Linked DNA regions of Zea mays: region 1 is linked to region 2. The links are chromatin contacts, called in public Hi-C maps. All regions are on one chromosome and are shown on one strand. The core of a region is the stretch at or near the end of the contact, and the rest is flanking DNA. Distances in the headings are between cores, read along the strand shown.

Evidence for each region. Hi-C and Micro-C count contacts between places; a contact is called where the count stands out from the background.
Region 1: a Hi-C map of leaf shows a contact between it and region 2, with 6 times the contacts expected there. The contact joins the enhancer-like site here to the promoter of LOC100191298 in region 2. A contact is called at or near these places in 2 of 25 Hi-C or Micro-C datasets (endosperm and leaf).

The regions. Positions count from the first base shown.
Region 1 is chr4:27,930,355-27,933,054 of Zm-B73-REFERENCE-NAM-5.0, reverse strand. No RefSeq gene overlaps it. Among protein-coding and RNA genes, the nearest start is that of LOC103652983, 53 kb to the left of the region's middle. Within about 2 kb of position 1,259, at least 18 of the 20 cell types and tissues checked have an H3K27ac peak or open chromatin away from gene starts, as enhancers often do. A contact at or near this core is called in leaf, where this site is marked.
Region 2 is chr4:27,797,077-27,799,776 of Zm-B73-REFERENCE-NAM-5.0, reverse strand. LOC100191298 reads left to right here and starts at 1,433. Exons shown (of 8, transcript NM_001136732.2): 1 at 1,433-1,698; 2 at 1,829-1,867; 3 at 1,950-2,012. The coding sequence starts at 1,596.

The sequences.
Region 1 (2,700 bases), core at 10-2,509, 130 kb before region 2:
ACCTGGCCTGCGCTCCATATATTATGGCTCTAATCAGGGCCAAAACCATATTTGAGGGGCGGTGTGAGACTGCTCACACTCCATTTAGACCTATCAATAATGAGATTGGTTTTCTCACTAGGTCTCTCACCCCCTGACCTGATGATGAGGGAGTTTCTACAAATGACTTCGCCACTCAGCCTGAGACACATCCAGCTCAGCAAATGCCACCTCCTCCACCTCCTCAGTAGCAAGGACATCACTGGCAGCCCGCACCTGGTTACTTTGTGTAAGTCCCAAAATCTGTATAAAAATATTATTATTAATAAAATAAATATATGAAGAGATAAAATAGTAAATTCAGATATCTCAAATTATACTTGAATGTTGAAAATTGAGAACTAAATTTTGGAAACCAAGAATTATTTTAGAAGAGTAATAGAAAAGCTTTCTATTCAACTAAATGATTATGCATTTCACTAAATGATGCACCATAAGTATTTAGTTACATGAATATTTAATTTCGAAGTAACTTTAAACTCAAGTTCCGTACTCAAAATACCATTTTCCTAAAAAGAAAGGAACCATGAGTGTGTCTCATATTTCAAACATTTATCAAACAAATAAATCAATTAAAATAAATATATATCTATTACTCCATAATTGATTGTGAGTGTGTGTTAAGTTTGAATTCTTAAACTATATCCTAGATTGGAATTGGAATTTTGTAATGTAAAAAAGAAAATTTATTAAAGTCCAAAGATAATTTTAAGGTCTAAAAGATATCCTAGAATTTGAAAAAAAAAGAGAAGGAAAAACCACACAAAAATAAAGGATATGGATGTATAAGTAAATATAAAATTGTTTATACCAATATTTGAGATTGTACATTTGATCTAAGTTTGAACCCTGTTTACATATAATTCAAAATAGAAATACAAAATATGAAAGGAATTGAAAATAGAGAAGGAAGGAGAGAAATATTATGCAAAATAAAATAATGTTATAATTAAATAACTTCACCACATGTTGGTGTGATCAAATTGCATAGTTAACATAAACTTGAATTTACACTTAAGTTGAATTCAAAATTTAAATTCAAATGAATCAGGAATAAAAGAAAACAGAAAAGAATAAAAACAAAAGAAAAAGGAGAAAAAAAAAGCTGCGCCTGGGTCGTTTCTCCCCTCGCGGCCGGCCCATTTCCGCTCTCAACCGCTCCACCCCGTGTCGCTGGCGGGCAGACCCTTGGGTCAGCCTCACTGATGAATGGGCCTCCACATGTCAGCCGCAGCCTGCTGCTCCCGCGTCCTGGTTGCTCTGCCGCGTGGGGCCATTTTGTCAGAGCTTCCCCCCTCCATCGCAACAACCCCGCGCGGGATTTCCTCCCCATCGTGCGCGCGCGCCGTGGAATAGCCACGCGAATCTAGTCGTGGCTGTTAGGAATCGGTCTTGGGGGTATAAAGACCAAGCCTCGCCGTGCTCTTGTTCCGAGCCCTCCGATAAAGCTGCCAGGGTCGAAACGCCATTGGCGTGAGGTGCGTAGGTAGGGAAACTCGACGACACCGCTGTTGTTCCGCGTCTGCGCTAATATTCTGGTGGCCGCGGTAGATCGAGGGGTTGCTCTTGATGGTGGGCAACCTAGTCGAGGCATCGGCAAGCCTGGGGGAGCCCTGGAACTTCACCAATTGCTCACCGGAGAATCACATCCGCCGCGGGCCACACCGCCCCGTGGCTGTGGCTCGTCTCGACACCACCCCGGGTAAGTAGTTACCTAATCGGTTCGCCTAGCCATCCTCTCCACAATTTTACGAAGAAATCGCGAGTATAGTGCTCGGTCTTCGGATCGCCTGAACACTGGTGATAGGGCTACCGCAGATTAGGTATGACCGCCGGGTTTGGAACCTAATCTCTAGTAGAACCACGCCCGTGGACTCGCCCCAAACCCGTTGGGTGTAGCTCCTGTCGAATCGAAGTGCCGGCAGCGTGGGCGTGTGCCTGGGTGTTCGGACATGGCGCCACCGTGCCGGAGTCATGTGCAGCTCCGGCCATTGCCGTTGAGTATTGGTTAGGCGGCGTACTGACCGTTAGATTTTCGCCAGTTGGCTAGGATTAGCTCTGGGGAGGATGCACCGTGAACCGTTGATCGGTTAATCAATGGGGATGATCAGGGGATTGGATCCGGGTGGTGTGAACCACTGATCTCGTAGCGAGTGGTGGATCGGGGTTCAAAATGTCTGGGTCGTCTGATCTTAATCCAGCGACTATTAGTGCATACCGGTTCTGGCGAGGGTTAGATCTAATCGGAGCCATCCAGAATTGATCCAACGGCCCTGATATGTCGATACCCCTTCGCCGTTTGATTTTGTAAAAGAGCCCTGTAGAATCCAGTAATCAACCCGGTCTCCTAGGGGAGGTGTAGATTGTGTCTAGGTTCATTTTGCGCCTGAAACCCTACCTTCTCTGGTATTTGACGCGCTGTCCAGGTAATTAATAAAACTAGAGAAAATTATATAGGAAATGATTTTCAATATAAAATTAATTGCAGAAACTTAATTAATTCCTAGAAAATGCATCTTTACTCCTTTTTAGTCCATTCTAGTTCCTATAATTTTGTAATAATGTTGTTTATCACATAGTGACACTGTTTTAACATGAAAATGGTATTAAAATTTATTTCTTAATTAATCTCGTATCAAGTACATAAAACCTTAGGAAATT
Region 2 (2,700 bases), core at 184-2,683:
TGTCATACATGGGGAGCTGTGGTGGCTTGTAAGACGGGGGCCAAGGTGTAGCCTGCAGTTCTGCTGACAGAGGAGAAGCATCATCAAAAGCAAAATTTCCATGATGGAAATCTTCATACCATTCATTCTCGTTGTAGAAGCCCTCTTGGTGCAGCTCTCTATGCTGGGGCCTTCGGTTTTGCTCATCTTGAGCAAGATGACGTACTTCTTCAGTAGTTTCGTTAATCTGCCTTTGTAGGTCAGCTAGCCGAGCCATTTTTTCCTTCTTCTTTTGCACTTGCTGATGAAGCATCTCCATATTCCTGATCTCTTGGTCTAACTCATCCTCCTGGGGCGTTGGACTGGTGGCCTTCCTCTTCTGGCTTCGGGCCTCTCGAAGAGAAAGGGTCTCCTGGTTTGGGTCCAGTGGTTGCAGAGCAGCAGCCCCTGTCGCTGAAGCTTTCTTCGGTGGCATGACGAATGTCAATGCTTGCCGAATGTGGTTGAAAAGGATTCACCGGAGGTGGGCGCCAATGTTGGGGACTTGTTCTTAAATGCTATGAGTTAAGAACAAGGCAACACAGAAAATGTTAAACATTAAAGTCCTTCGTCCTTCGAAGCATTATTTCCCTTGGGATATAATGATTTTAGGACGAATGTTATGAAAGACATACCTTCATAAACATGACATATAATAATGAAGAAGGAATCAAATGAAATATAAAGATAACACAAACGCTTATGTATTATTATCAGCTCATTTCTATTTTATTACTATGTAAAATAGAAATGATATCAAATTATAAATGTACCTTCGACTTTAAAGAAGGTAAAAGTACAAGCGTGACGCAAAAGCAAATGTCAAGTCAGCGTGAACAGTACGAGAGCACTGTTCATCTATTTATAGGCACGAGACGCAGCCCATGTAAAATTACACCCATGTCCATTACATTTGCTAATAACTCTATAGCAATCTATCGAGGTCTAAATAGCCTTTTCATCTTTAAGCCGGTTTCCTTTTCTTCTATCATGTCGAAGCTCTCCTGCGTATAGCTTCGGCTCTGCGCCATCCTTCATATTCCTTGTACTTCTTCACACTATGGTTTTGATCCAAGTTCAAAGGATCCAAGTCCGAAGGTACCTGTTCATGTAATATACTACAGAAACATTGTTAAATCATGTTTTTGAGGACCTTCGGAAATCGAAGGCCCCAACATGTCACAAACATAATCAATAACTTGTTGTTAGAACACAAAAAATAATTATAAATTATCATAATAATAATTATCTATATTAACTGACTATACAAGAGTGTCGTATAAAATTATCATAAAAACTAAACACCTTGTATACAGGAAAAACGATAAACAAAAGAGTAAAAAACCAAAAAACAAAAACAAAGTACCATCGCCCTTCCGGTTTTCTCCCCAGCCCCCGCCCCGGTCGCGGAGCCGTCGTTCTCGTCTTTCGGTACTCGCGCGCGCCAGCTCACTTCTCTACTTCCCTTCCCCAGATCTACCTCCATTCTTCCCTCAAAATCACAGATCTCTCTCGGCCCCGTGCCCAGCGCTCCGAAACCCTAGCGCCGCCGCGGGTGCCAGGCCGCGAGCGTCGCCATGGGCATCGTGTTTACGCGGCTCTTCTCGTCGGTCTTCGGTAACCGCGAGGCTCGCATCCTCGTCCTCGGCCTGGACAATGCTGGCAAGACCACCATACTCTGTAAGTCGCACCCGCCCGTTCCGTCCCCTCTCCCTCCTCGAATCTCCACAGGTCACCCGCAGATCCGCGGTTCTGTTCCGCGGGGGTTCCCGATTCTGATCCTTCCGGGTTGTTTCGGTTCGTTTCACAGATAGACTGCAAATGGGAGAGGTCGTCTCCACGATCCCGAGTGAGTTCTGATTTACCGAGTCGTCATTCCTGTTGCTGGTTGAAGTTGTTGGATTTGATGTGGTGCCCCGCGTGTGTTGCAGCAATTGGATTCAACGTTGAGACGGTGCAGTACAACAACATCAAGTTCCAAGTATGGGATCTTGGTGAGTTACTTGGATCTCGCCGCCCTCTTTTGCATTCCTATTGATGAGTGATAATGGGCTGTTGAGCGATCAGAAGTGCAATTTCGTCCCAAAACGTAGAGACAATTATGTGAAAAGGGCAAGGGAAACTCAGCAAGAGTGAGCTATCTAGCGACGATTCTTCTGTGAAAGATAATTGAGATGACACCTCATTCTGAATGCTTGTACCAAAAGCGAAGTGCATGAGTAGTTACCTTAATTCAGTGAACTTTAGCAATTTTCTAGTGTCATTACCGTGTAACCATGGATGGGCTTCCTTAGAGATAGCAGTGGCCATGTCCCCTGTCATTTGAGCAACTCCATAGAAAACGTAGCAGTATATTGAGCTACACCACTAATTTATGCTCGTAAAATACCCTATTGGAAGTGATTAATTCATTTTAAAATCACTGCTGCACGCAACCCCCCTACCATCTTTGGCTCCAAGCTATGACACTGCATGTAACACTATGGCCCTGTTTGACACAACTCGTGTGCAGTTTTTTAGGCTACTTCACTTTCCAAACATCAAGCTCATTTTGGATTTCTAGGGGAAATGCTTCTCCAGATTGAAGCAGAGGTTCATATTCTGTAAGCGCACTGAGGGGATGCATTTTTGCACTGTAGCCAACTCCTACATCCCATCCATTTCTTGTGCTGCCCCATAGCC